Linked DNA regions of Mus musculus: regions 2 and 3 are each linked to region 1. The links are chromatin contacts, called in public promoter capture Hi-C maps. All regions are on one chromosome and are shown on one strand. Each heading gives the region's core, a stretch centred on a gene start, on an enhancer-like site or on the middle of the called end of the contact. The rest is flanking DNA. Distances are from core to core; before and after follow the strand shown.

Region 1 (4,277 bases), core at 491-2,990:
CTGTTACAGGCATGAGCCACCACTCTAGAGGCATTTGCGCTTTGATTTAAAGACAGAATCCTGCTATATAGACCACGGTCACCTCAAACTCACGGTAATCCTTCTGCCTCAGCTTTCTGGATGGTAAGATTATCATGTGAGTCATCATTATGAGTTTTGTAGTGTGTATTTGAGTAAAACAATGACTTTTCTGGACACAATGCCTGTACCCCCAGCTCCAGAAGGATGAGACAAGAGCCCTGTTGTGAGTTTGAGATTAGCCCAGGACACATAGTTACTTTTACATAACTATATAAAATTTTTCTATAGAGTGGGATTCTTTCTCAAAAAGAAAACAGAAATTGGGTAAATACTGAAGAGGGTAAAAATACTTACTGTAAAACCATGGGCATGGACTTTGCAACAGCAGCTGTAGTCTGCTGCCGTAAGGAGTGGTAACAGGAAGATTGCTGGAGCTTTCTGCTGCCAGCCCACCTCCAAGACCAAACAGTGAGAGGCCCCTCCTCAAGGGAATAAGGCAGAGAGTGATAGAACAGGACACATGACTTTGTCCTTTGGCACACCTGCACACATATGCATACAAACACACACTTGGACACACATACAGATACACACACACACACACACACACACACACACACACACCTCTGAAACATACAAAATATACATAGGACCTAAGGGATAACTTGGTCAAATAGAATTATCTTTTATTGGGTACTATGTGGCATTGTCAGTTTAGCTCTTATGGGCCCCACCAAGCAGAGTTCTTGGTGTTAGATGAGAGCCACTGTAGGCTATCAACATCATTGTGGTTGAGCTTCAATTAGGCTGAAGTTAAGCAGTGTTTTCGCCCTGGAAGTGCTGTGAATCTCTTGATCACAGTTAAATTCTTGATGTGCTACCAAAGCACACAGAGATCTATCCTTAGGTCTGCTTTCATGCCTGTACTAAAGCTGAACTTACCCTTGGGCCTTGAGTGGGCCAAGTCAGGTTATGTGTCACATGTAGGAATCATCAACTGCATCTGCGTAATGTTCCATGAAATCATGCTGGAGGTCACTGCAAACTCACACAGAAAGTCAATTGCTGGTCTCTGAGTTCTTGTTTGTAGTAAGCGTACCACTGAGCAGCACTCATGTTCTTTATATTCTTTAAAGTATTATTATTATGTTGTTGTTGTTTGAGGCAGGGTCTCATTTTGAAGCCCTGACTGATCTGGAACTTCATAAGGAGATAAGGTTGGCCTGGAATTTGTGATCTAGGAAGATCATCTCCTCCTCTGCCTCTGGAGTGCTGGGGTTCTCTACAGCCCTTTACTCCTTTTTCGGCAGACTAGTTTCAAACTCTTGTCAATTCCTTGCCTCAGCCCACTCATGGACTTGGATTAAAGACATAAGCTACTATGCCCAGCTAACATTACCAACAATGAGAAACAATGCTTTGAAAATTATAGATTATTAATAATCAGGATAGAGAGTTTTTAAAAGTCATGTATGCATGTTGCTCTCATGTGGAAGAGGTTTACCCGAAGTTTTACTAGTGTAATGTGCGACCATAAACTGTTTTCTTTTTTTTTTTTTTGAAAAAAACACAAGACAGTTTCACAGATAGGTTTCATTTTTCAAAAAAAGAGGAAGAAACACCATTCTGTGGCCCAGTGTGGCTTTGTCAGTTACCTCCTGCCCATTTCCTGGGACTTCCCACTCCTTCTTTAGAACAAACTAGACTTAAGTGAAACAACTCTTGTTCCATAGGATCAGTGATACTAAGAAGGGGGCAGATCTTAGTAGCCTCTTCAGTGAGAGACTTGAGAGCTTTTTGAAAAGAGCCCTGTCTGGCTAGTTCTTCTCTATTAGATCAGTCATTGTGTTGCTGCAGGATCCAAGGAGCAGACTCCGGTGAAGGTAAGGGAGGCACTGGGCTCTTTGGTTCTTTTATCAACTCTTCTCCTTCCTCTTCCCACGCTTTCTTAGCCTTTGATCATTAGAACTCAAGCCTACGCCTACGTCATCAGAAAGGATTTCTTAGCTTACTAAATTAGAGTGACTAGGAACTTGATCAAATGTTTAGTGAGGCTAGACAGTTAAGTAATAAAAATTAAGCTAAACACGTCCTTCCCTGACATCCTTATGTCATTTTGGGTAGTTCTAAAAACAGTGTTCTGGTTTATTTTACTGTTGTTGCTGCTATTGCTTGCTTTTGAGCACTGACTCTTGAACTCTGGGCCTTGTACATACTAGGCAAACAGTTAGAGTTAAAATTTTATTTTCTAAAAAACAAGCTCATTAACATCTGGCCAGATAGACCAGATAGAGCTTGAAATTTTAATCTCCTGAATAGTTGGCACTATAAGTTTAAGGTCCAGCTTAAAATGTTATTTCTAATTTATTTATTTATTTATTTATTCACTTATTCATTTATTCATTTATTTTCTTTGCTCTAAGATCTCACTCTGTAGCCTAGACTGATTTGCCTCAGCCCTTTACTGTTGGGATTTCAGGTGTGATCTACCATGCCTGCTAAGTAACACAATTTTAAGATACAGGTCTGCAATGAAGCTTGAAGTTCTATGAGTAGAATAACAGTAAGAGATTTTATTTGTAAAGTCTGCTAGATGTATAATACATACTGAAAGGTTGGATTCATGTAGTCAGTTCCTCAAAATAACTCACAATTTGTGTTTGTTTGTTTCAAAGGTAGGGTTTTACTGTGTAGCTCCAGCTGATCCAAAACTCGCTATGTAGACCAGGCTAGCATTGAATTCATGGAAGTCTTCCTAGCTCAGTCTCTTATGTGCTGAAATTATAGGTACAGGCCACTAGGCAGAGTATAATCTATTCTGTTTTAATTGGAAAATTTGACTGATTTGGTCAAACATCTTTCAAATTACTTTAATCAATTAATTTTTAAAAGTTGGAAGCCGGAGGACAAATTTATTAGTGTTGAAAAGCAAAGACCTTAGGGCAGGCAAACTGCAAATCTCAGCAGCTGACCGAAGGAGGAAGAAGGACAGGAGGAATAGATTGTCACGCCATGTGATTTAAGCATGTTCAGAGGCATGCCTAGACCATGGGTAGGAAAGAAGAGAAGGAAACATTATGTTTTTCTGAGTAATTCAGAAAAGCAGGCAACTTAGCCAAACTCTGTGGCCGTGGCTCTGTGACTGCATCTTTTTTTTTTTTTTTTTTTTTTTGAGATGGATTCTTTCTTCCTTGGTAATGCACACTGGACTTCCTGCTTCAGTTTCCAAAGTGCTAGGATTATAGGTGTGCACCAATAAGCCTGATTCTGATAACAGTTTACATGTATGCTCCACCCCACCCCACCCGGTGTGTGTGTGTATGTGTGTGTGTGTGTGTGTATGCGCGCATGCGAGAGTTGACACAAAGTCTATTTGTGTAGCCCTGGATGGCCTTAAATCATACTGCGTAGCCTAGGATGTGTACAAACTTGCAGCGATCTTACGCTTCAGACTTCTCACTACTGAGATAACAAGTCAGCACTACTGTGTTCAGCCTTCAAAACCTTTCTTTTTATAATTTCATCAGTTCTGTTTTGCTACTGCTACACTGTTTAAATTCTACATTTTAATGAGAAGGCCTAACAAGCAGAATATGCAGGAACGCCATGGCTCTTGACTTCAGTTGTGCTGATGACTTAGAGAAGAGAAAAAACATATTATATTCCCATTGAATTTCAGTCTCGATGATTCAGTTCAGCAAGCTTGTGATAGTGCTATCCTATGTGGCAGGAAATATTAAAAGTGAATATGGTTTATAGTGATACGGCTTTTCAAACTGTTATCCGGATGGTTTGAGGAAAGCTTTCATTTGGTATTAAAGACAGGGAATACATGGGTGCATGAAATTTACTTTAGTCGTTTTTTGTTTTGTTTGTTTGTTTCTTTTTTGTTTACCTCAAACATCCTTCCTTTTGTGCACATCATCTGTCTATGCTTGAATCCGGACTTGAGTTGGTTCGACTATTCATATTGATACTCTACTGCATTTCTTGCATGAGCCTCTCTGGAACAATTGTTTCCAAGATTTTTTAGATATAAAGCTTTTGTAGATATAAAGAGTATTGAAAACTGTGTAAACATCCATAGCAAGGTGGAAAATATTTTTGTTTGGTTTTATGCGATGGAGTCTCATTTAGTAGAGACTGTCCTTGAAACCCCTAAGTGACTGAGACACATCTGGAACTCCTGATATTCCTCCCTCTACCTTTCCAGTGCTAAGATGAAAGGCATATACCACCACACTCACATGAACATC
Region 2 (4,277 bases), core at 767-3,266, 120 kb before region 1:
GTATGCTTATTGCAAATAAGCATAGCCTTTGTCAGGATTCAGTTTGTTCAATCAACCTATGCCAAGGCCAACACTGAATCTCAAGCCTCTTGCATCTTATTTTCCCTGCTAGTATTCTAGGAGTAAATATATTCAGTGCTTACCATGTACATATAATATAAAAGAAAGCCATAGGGAAGCAATTGTTTTCATTATTTATTACATGTATTCATTCAGTACGTGTGTACGCATACATGTGACTGGGTGTACATTGCCCAGGCATGTGTGTGCAGGTCATGTGACACTTGCAGTCGGTCTCTCCTCCTACATGGCCATCCCATGGCTCAAACTCAGCTGATCAGGCAAGCACTCAAGGAGCCATCTCGGGGAATTTTTAAAAAGACACATACAAACGGTTCTTCTCATTTGCCTCTTCATAATAAATATTGCCCATCAGTTATATAATTCAGTTAAGAAAAAGCAGGAAAATGTCAAGAATAAGCTAGAATAACAGAGCTTTACAAGGGGAAGAGGAAAAGGAAGGAGTGCTATGAACAGATTTCTTTGTTTTGTCTGATGTATCCCAGGCTGCCCTCAGAGTCACTGTATAGTTGAAGGTGAACTTGAACTCCTGTTCTTCCTGCCTCCATGCCCCCAAGTGGTTGGATCAAAGGTATGCCCCATTGTAGACTGAATATGTCATAGAAAAAAATCATAGCGAATTCCTATCCCCAAATTTGAAAGAACTAGGATGCGAACGCTTAGGGGAATGATTCACTCAGCACCACCAGTGGGCCCTCACCAGACCCTATCAACTGGCAACTTGATTTCAGTCTCAAACTGTTGGCCTCTGCAACTATGATAAGCACGTACCTGCTGAATAAGCTACCAACTCTATGGTATTTCCTCTCTAGCAGCCTGAACTAAGATAGAGAAAATTTAAAAAACTTCCAACATCACATCCTTATACAAACAAGCCACAGAAGCTTGACCAAATGTCCATAGGGCAATCTACCTCTATTTCCACTGATCCCATCTGATCTTCTTTTGGGATAAAGCTGTCAAATATTCAATACCATGATGAAACCCTCATCTAAAACCCACAAGTATGGATGATAGTTCCATGTTTTTCTGGATGAAATGATGCTAAAAAAGTCTATCCTTTATAATGATTAAGCAGGCTCTTTGTCCAATTGATTATACCCTCTAGTTCTCTTCCCATTTCTTCTTCTAGCTCCCAACTTCCTACTCTTAACTTCTGGGACAGAATTAAAAGTGACAGGCCTCCTTGGTTTGTTGTGATATATATGTGGGTCACCACGGAACATGAAACACACACAGGTATCTAGCCAAGGTTTTACATTTAATTGTACATTCATTTCTATAATGAGATCATATATAATTTGAGATGATCACATCTGTGTTAGAAACTTTCAAATCTGCATTTAAAGCAATCTAAAGGCAAGTGTGGTGGTATATAGCAGTGAACCACACCCTTGGGATACAGAGGGAGGAAGATCAGGAGTTCAAAGTTATCTTTAAGCTACACAGTGGGTTCAAGGCCAGCTTGATGTACATAAAACACTGGCTCCAAAACAAACAACTACACAATGAGACAGCTCAATGGACAAAGGTGCTTGGTGCCAGGCCTGACAACTTGTCTTTGACCCTTGAAATCTACAAGGTAAAAGTAGAAAACTGACTCCAGCCAGTTAGCTTCTTTTTCACACATGCATGCCATAAAATGCATCCTTGCCTTCTCCCGAAATTAACTAATAAAAAGTTTCCAAAAGTCTAATTTCAAATTGCCTAGAAAACAGTTTCAATCAAAAGTTTAATATTGCATATAAAAAAGTGCTATTTTCCTCCCTTAGTATTTCCTAACTAATGTCAGTCTTCCAAGCTCGCTTTATTTTTCCTTCATTTCTTTTATGAAACAGCATTGGTGTTTGGTTAAAGGTGGTGTAATATAGACCTTAAGCACAGTGCTAAGAGGAAAAGAGGCACTCGGAACAAATCACACAATCTGGAGCACGGGTGTGGGCTTCTCAAGGAATGGTCGCCTCCTAGATGCTTATGAATCCCTCAGTGTGCAAACACACAGTTGGCTCCATCCTCTGAGACTCCTCGGCAACTATCTCAGTAAGTAACTAGCAGTTTCAATTAATAGCCTCACTGCCCTGAAACACCCTGTCCTGTATACATATACATATTAGATTTACATGCTTTTTATTTGCTTCCTCTTCCTGTTTCATATTCCTTTCCTTCGTTTTGAAATTCATTGTTACCCTTCTTTGTAACTTATTATGATTATTATATAGTATTTTATCTTTTTATCCTCACTGGTTTTGAAACAGAGTTTTGCTTCACAGCCCTAGGTGATCTAGAATATGTGATGTAAGGCAGGTTGGCTCCTAACTTGAGGCAATCTTCCTGCCCCAGCACTGGAACCAGAGGCCTATGCCATCAAAGCCAGCACGATTTGTTATTTGTCACAGAAATCTTTTAAGGATTATGGATGTAGAACACAATTTTCCTTTTAGGAAGTAGCATTATCATGTAGTGCTCTGCAACTGCCATGCACTAAGGACAATGCTAGTCTCTACCCGGGGACATTTACACCAAAGACCTGACACCTAAAGGTGAGAGTCTTAAGTTTTTTGCGTTTTGTGTGACCTGATAGAATAGTTAAATCTGTAATGGAAGCAGCTAAAAATCTGATAATTTATCTTAACAAGTTCAATATTTTAGATTAAAAAGGAGATATGCAAATAGTTTATAGATAATTTTAAGCACTTGCAATTTTTTATTTTTCAGGGTAGGAGGGGGAAAGATCTCTTTTTGATGTCAAAAACACAGTGGGGAGTCAACAAACCATCCTGGCAATATCTACCCATTTATATTAATACAAAGACTCAGCAGAAAGAGTGAGCAAGGGTGAAAGGAAGCTCAGTATATGAATAAATATGATCTAAAAAATTTAAATATATAACATCTCATCTTTAAGAGAAGTCTGCTGGCCATCTCATCAGATTTATATATAGGAGCCACGGACATATAGCTTTTCAGTCAATTATCTTATGTGGCTACCTTTGCCAATGGAACAAGGCCCTGGGCTGGACCTCGCTGCAGGAGTAACTTACCCACGGCATTATAGAGAGGCTCTCCGGTGACCTTGTCCCAGACTACTGTGGTTTCCCTCTGGTTGCTGACACCAATGGCTTTAAAGCAGAAAGAAGGAAAAAATTAAACATGTCGACTATTACTTCAGAATAAAAGCAACAACTAAACGATTTTTTAAACCTGCAATTTTCTGAAATAGGCCCTCACTATGTAGCCTACAGCTCTCTATGTAGTAGACAGAATGGCCTTAAATTAACAGAGACCCCACCACCCCACCACCTCTGTCTCCAAAATGCTGAATAAAAGGCATATATTACCACACCCAGCCTTCCATTTGAAATATTTTTGGTTCATTTTCCTCAATTGCCCCTGGATGAAGTTAACATGCAATGTAAAAGTTTTTAATTGTACAGGATCTTTCTATTTCACTACAAGCGCATAATGACGATCCATATCATTGAGGAAAGGCCCCCAGATTTTCTCAAGGGATGTAATAACTTCACAAGCTTAAGAGGAGCATTCGGTTACTGTGTTGAGCAGCAATAAACTCATTAATTTGTTTAGTTTTTTTTTTAAAGATTTATTTTATTTATATGAGTACACTGTAGCTGTCTTCAGACACACCAGAAGAGGGCATCAGATCCCATTACAGATGGTTGTGAGCCACCATGTGGTTGCTGGGAATTGAACTCAGGACCTCTGGAAGAACAGCCCATGCTCTTAACGGCTGAGCCATCTCTCCAGCCCTGTTTAGTTCTTTTTATGTGAAATTTCCCTTCCTATGGGTATACATATGTGCATATCTGCATTTTAAGAAAATAACCACAGCCAGGCAGGATAGTAAGAATGCATGCCCGTAATCCCAGTGTTTGGGAGGCAGAGTGAGGAAGGAGACCAGGAGTCAAGGTCAGTTGGGGCTACATAGTTCAAGCGCTGTGAGGCACTTTCTGTAAAAGCAAAGTAAAACAAAACAAAAAAAGAGGCCAGTAAGATGATGGCTCAACAGGTAAAGGTGCTTGCCATGTGAGACTGACTTGAACTTGATTCTTGTAATCCACGCAGATGCAAAGAGAACTACAAAGACTCCCCAAAGCTGTCCTCTGACCTGCATACAGACGCCATGACATATACAAAACCCCACCCCCAAGACACACTACACACAGCCAGACCATGTG
Region 3 (4,277 bases), core at 718-3,217, 73 kb before region 1:
TAATTTGCCTCTATCTATCCATGCTTTTGTATTTTCTGTAAATTTATGCAGGCAGCCCATAGAGAATGTGCTTACTATATTTACAGATGGTTCATCTAATGGGGAGGCAGCATATGTAATTGGATCACATGTTCATGGTTCATGTAATAGATCACATGGGGTGAATCCCCCCATCCTGCATCAGCACAAATAATTGAATTACATGTTGTAGCCATTGTTTTTGAAATGCTAAAAATTCAAGCTTTTAATTTGTATACTGATAGCCAGTATATATAGCTCATGGTTTACAACTGCTTGAAACTGTTCCTTTTTTAGATTCTGCTAATTCTCAAATTTTGCAGTTATTTATGCAAATATGACTCAATTTAAGAGATCACACTATTCTTTAAGGTCAGTATTTCCATCTTGGTCAAGCTTCAAGAATGGCTTATGTAGCTTGATCATATTAACCCTTCTTGTCCTGGGAATACTTTTATTCCTGCCTAGTGTGATAAAACTTTCCTTTAACAACAACATGGTGGTGGCCAAAATGCATGGCTTGAAACTAAAAATGGATCCCCAGACAGAGTCATTAATTTAACAGGCTGGCAGTTAATGCCGATAAGATTCTGCACTGAGTCTTACCAACCTGAAATGCATTGCTCTTGATAATGCATTTCAGTGACAGGTAAGGAAGGCATTCTTGTCAGAATAACCTAAGAAATATGCAGTCTTATGTATGAAATTAAAAAGGGGGTGATGTGGAGAGCTCTTGGGGCTACTTCTAGAAATTTGGCAAGAATTAGACATTGGGCCAGAACATGGAAGTAGGCTCACGCAGGAATTTGACATTGGGCTAGGAAAGGGATGTAGGCTCGAGATCTTGGTCATCTTGATAAGTACCTGAATATCATGGGACATTGTTTATTGCCTTGTTTGTTTCTTGACCTTGAACTGACCTTATTCTTTCCATGTACTTAGAATAGTATAAAAGCAGACTGCAGAAAAATAAGCTTGCTTCAGCCTCAGCACTGGCTGGAGTCATATTATAGTGTCGTCTAATTGTCATTTTCTTTTAAGTCCTCACTCCCTCTCTTGGACACTGTTTGGCTGACTGAGTTGGCTTTGGCAGGGGCTCATGAAGCTCTATCCTTAGTCTAGGATCTATTGGAAATTGATAGCTGCTGTGGGAAAAGAAATCATTGTTTCTGTCATGGGTATGGATACTCATAGGCTACCTATATTGTATAGCACCACACCCGTGTACATGGAAGCAGCTCTAATTGGAGTGTGTGTGAGTGTGTATATGTATATGTGTGTTTATGTGTGTGTGTGTGTGTGTGTGTTTAAAGACATGAATATGAGAAGGGGAAGAAGGAAATATGTCTGGAAGGAGTAGAAGGAGGAATCAGGTATGAAATTTCCAATTTGAAAAAAAAATTCTAAAGTATTTGTTATTGCCAAGCATTCAAGGAAGGTAGGAATCAGGCAATGGGGGAAGCATGCATATTACAAAGTTGGATATGAATGACATATTGGTGCTTCTCAATTTGGCTGTGAACCCTAAAAGGTTCCATATAATGTCCATATAATAAAGCATATTTTTTAAAACTACAGTATATTGTTTATTGATTTAGAGGTCTCATTCTCCTTCATCTAACTGCTCCTTAGAAAGTATTTATTTTATGCTTAGAATATATGTGATGTTATTACATAGTTGTATTTAAGTATGATTATTAATTTAACATTTTTAAAAGCTGAGGCAATTTCAAATATTTTATATGTTATTAACACAAAATGAACTCGCTAATTTATGCAGAACAGATTTTCCCCCCTTTTTAAAGAGAAATTCCAGGGTTAATCCCTGAGTTGGGAATCTAGTACAGTTGGTAGAGTGATTGTGTAGTATGCCCTGAGCCATGTCAAACAAGTATAGTAAAGCACATATCAGCTCTTTGGTGGTGAAGGCAGTAGGCTCAAAAGTTCAAGATCATCATTCTATAGAGAGGAAGCAACTGCGCTGGGTTAAAGAAGAACCCATCTTTAAAGAAATTGGGCTGGAGAAATGACTCAATCGATAAAGGTGCTTGACACCAAGCCTGATGATTTGAGTTCAGTGCCTTTTTTTGATCCCCAAAGACAGGAGAGAACCAACTGCTGAAGATTGTCCTCTGACCTCTGCAGACACACCATAGAACATGCAGCACTCCCTCACACATGCACATATACATATACAACAAATGAATTGTACAAAAATCCCCTTCCAAATCCATGCTAGTCAGGACAAATTCAAGTACCTTTTCAGTTTAAATGTACTTAGGTTTTCTCTGACCTCCATGGCCTTTCCCCTAATTGCTGATTAATGACATTACAACTGACGAATGGAAATTTTTGTCATATTCAGTTTATATCTGGCTGCTGGGAAATGAAGGTGATGTCACAATCATTGGTTTGAAGTTAAGCAACATCCTAAGAGGAACCTGGTTAAAGGGGAAATAACTTCTATCTGTAAATGGATGTGTGCACAGTGTAGAAACCCTTAAGTTTGTGTCTCATCTCCTGACTCCTTTTCTTCTGGATGGGGTAATGTGGTAACTTCCTATTGAAGACTTGCTTTGATACTTCTTGTGTTACTATAGTCTGCATATTCAGTTGGTTACAGAGTGCGTATTTCTGAAATCCCTGGGAATCTCCAGTCTATCAATCTCACACTGAAAATTGATACTTAGATCCACATGTCTGCCTAAAAGACTGACCATTTTGAATTTGAGATACATAGCTCTATGGTAATAAAGATACAAGACCATCTCAAATAAGTGCTTGGTGCCTTTTGTTTCATACCTTGCTGAAGCATTCTGTGCAGAATACTTTTTCCTTCTGTAGTAATTATTGTTTGTGAGTCTTCTATCAAATACAATAAAATTTGGAAGATAGTCATAGTGGTTCCCACCTGTAATTCCACCATGTAGGACGCCAATGCAGGAAGATTGCCATGGGTTTGAGCCCAGTTCATTCTTCATTGTGAATTCCAGACCAGCCAGGGTTGCAGTGTACAACAAAAGAAAACAAACTTATAAGATCTATCAGGCTGGAGAGATGGTCCAGTGTCCAAGAGCACTGGCTGCTCTTTCACAGGAGAGGAGTTTGTTTTCCAGTACTCACATTGAGTGGCTCACAACTTCCTGGAACTCCAGCTCCAGGGGAACCGATGCCCTCTTACACATGTACTCACATACATATGCATATGTGCATACATGTACACATAAATAAAAATTTCTTTAATAAAGAAAATCTATGATATGGATTATACTCAGCAAATTATTCTCATTCTCTTCACATTTGCCTGTCATTTGTGTTATAATTATGTTTTTCTAAAGTGTAGGCTACAATAAAACCCTGTCTCAAAAAAAAAAAAAAAAACAGAAAAACAAAAACAAAACCAACCAAACAAAAAACAAAAGTAAATCCAGAAGTAAAGAAGCTGTGAATAGGGAACGAGGGGGAGGAATGAAGAGACAGAGAACTGGAAGCTGAGATTTTAGAACTCACAAGGCTGTAGGGTACCTGCTTTGCATATGTGAGCCCCTGAATTCAATCCCCAGCAACAAAACAAAACCAAAAAGTATCACAAACTGATGGTTTTCTTAAATACACCTTGCTCTTTGACCTTTGCTCAAAGACCCCTCCTCTTTTATCAGTATTTAATACTTCCTGTGGAAGGTAATCTTTTATATATCAGTCATGGTAGCTTACAGTGTGTTTATACCTCCAGAAATCTGAGACTTTGCTCAGTTTCCACTCACTCCAGTTCCACGCTTATCCTGGTGACCGAGTTTGTCCAATGGGACAGTTGTTGATAGGATATGAGCAGAGGTTTCAAGTGAGCTTCTTATTGAGGGTGGGGTTCAGTACTCAGCAAATATGAGGCTCTGAATTTGGTCCACAGCACTACAGACAAAAGAGCTCTGGAGATTAGTGGGAAGAGGAAAGAAAGGGTAATGGGGACAGAATATGATAAAAATACTATATGTACATGTATGAAAATGCCACAATGAAGTCTATTATGTGTCGTATGTTAAAGACATTTTTAAAGCTTCTAAAATGGGGTTAGATCTTCTTTGTTACTCAGTTGGCAATCCTCAGACCTTCATGTAAAGAAGCCTAGGCTAGCTTCTAGAGAATCAAAGATCCCAGGGAGCAGAGACAATGCATTGCCTGGAATAGTCCTCAGATCAAGCAACTTTGACAATCACCACTGTGAGTGAGCCTGTCCTAGAGCATCCTTCCTTAGCCTAGAC

The links. Promoter capture Hi-C pulls out the DNA fragments that hold promoters and counts their contacts.
Region 2: a contact with region 1 is called in a promoter capture Hi-C map of macrophages, with 5 read pairs. The contact joins the enhancer-like site here to the promoter of 5430427O19Rik in region 1. A contact is called at or near these places in 6 of 39 promoter capture datasets (the C10 cell line, the HPC-7 cell line, hippocampal neurons and 3 more), 1 of 15 datasets of contacts at CTCF or cohesin (pro-B cells), 4 of 484 Hi-C or Micro-C datasets (CD8 T cells, the CH12 cell line, bone marrow-derived dendritic cells and 1 more), 7 of 115 datasets of contacts at active chromatin or transcription factors (the 230-238 cell line, CD8 T cells, the HPC-7 cell line and 4 more) and 2 of 9 other capture datasets (adipose tissue and liver).
Region 3: a promoter capture Hi-C map of macrophages shows a contact between it and region 1, with 8 read pairs. The contact joins the enhancer-like site here to the promoter of 5430427O19Rik in region 1. A contact is called at or near these places in 8 of 39 promoter capture datasets (the C10 cell line, the HPC-7 cell line, embryonic stem cells and 4 more), 18 of 484 Hi-C or Micro-C datasets (the C10 cell line, the G1E-ER4 cell line, the HPC-7 cell line and 10 more), 8 of 115 datasets of contacts at active chromatin or transcription factors (the 230-238 cell line, the HPC-7 cell line, acute myeloid leukemia and 4 more) and 2 of 9 other capture datasets (bone marrow-derived macrophages and macrophages).

Annotation. Positions count from the first base shown.
Region 1 is chrX:85,868,533-85,872,809 of GRCm38.p6, forward strand. It overlaps 5430427O19Rik (RIKEN cDNA 5430427O19 gene), which reads left to right and starts at 1,741. Exons shown (of 2, transcript NM_001163539.1): 1 at 1,741-1,904.
Region 2 is chrX:85,751,210-85,755,486 of GRCm38.p6, forward strand. Gk (glycerol kinase) reads right to left here. Exons shown (of 21, transcript NM_001294140.1): 4 at 3,123-3,200. Among named protein-coding and RNA genes, the nearest start is that of Gk, 23 kb to the right of the region's middle. Within about 2 kb of position 2,017, at least 1 of the 459 cell types and tissues checked has an H3K27ac peak or open chromatin away from gene starts, as enhancers often do.
Region 3 is chrX:85,795,199-85,799,475 of GRCm38.p6, forward strand. It overlaps a transcript of 5430427O19Rik not described here. Among named protein-coding and RNA genes, the nearest start is that of Gk, 21 kb to the left of the region's middle. Within about 2 kb of position 1,968, at least 33 of the 459 cell types and tissues checked have an H3K27ac peak or open chromatin away from gene starts, as enhancers often do. A contact at or near this core is called in bone marrow-derived macrophages and macrophages, where this site is marked.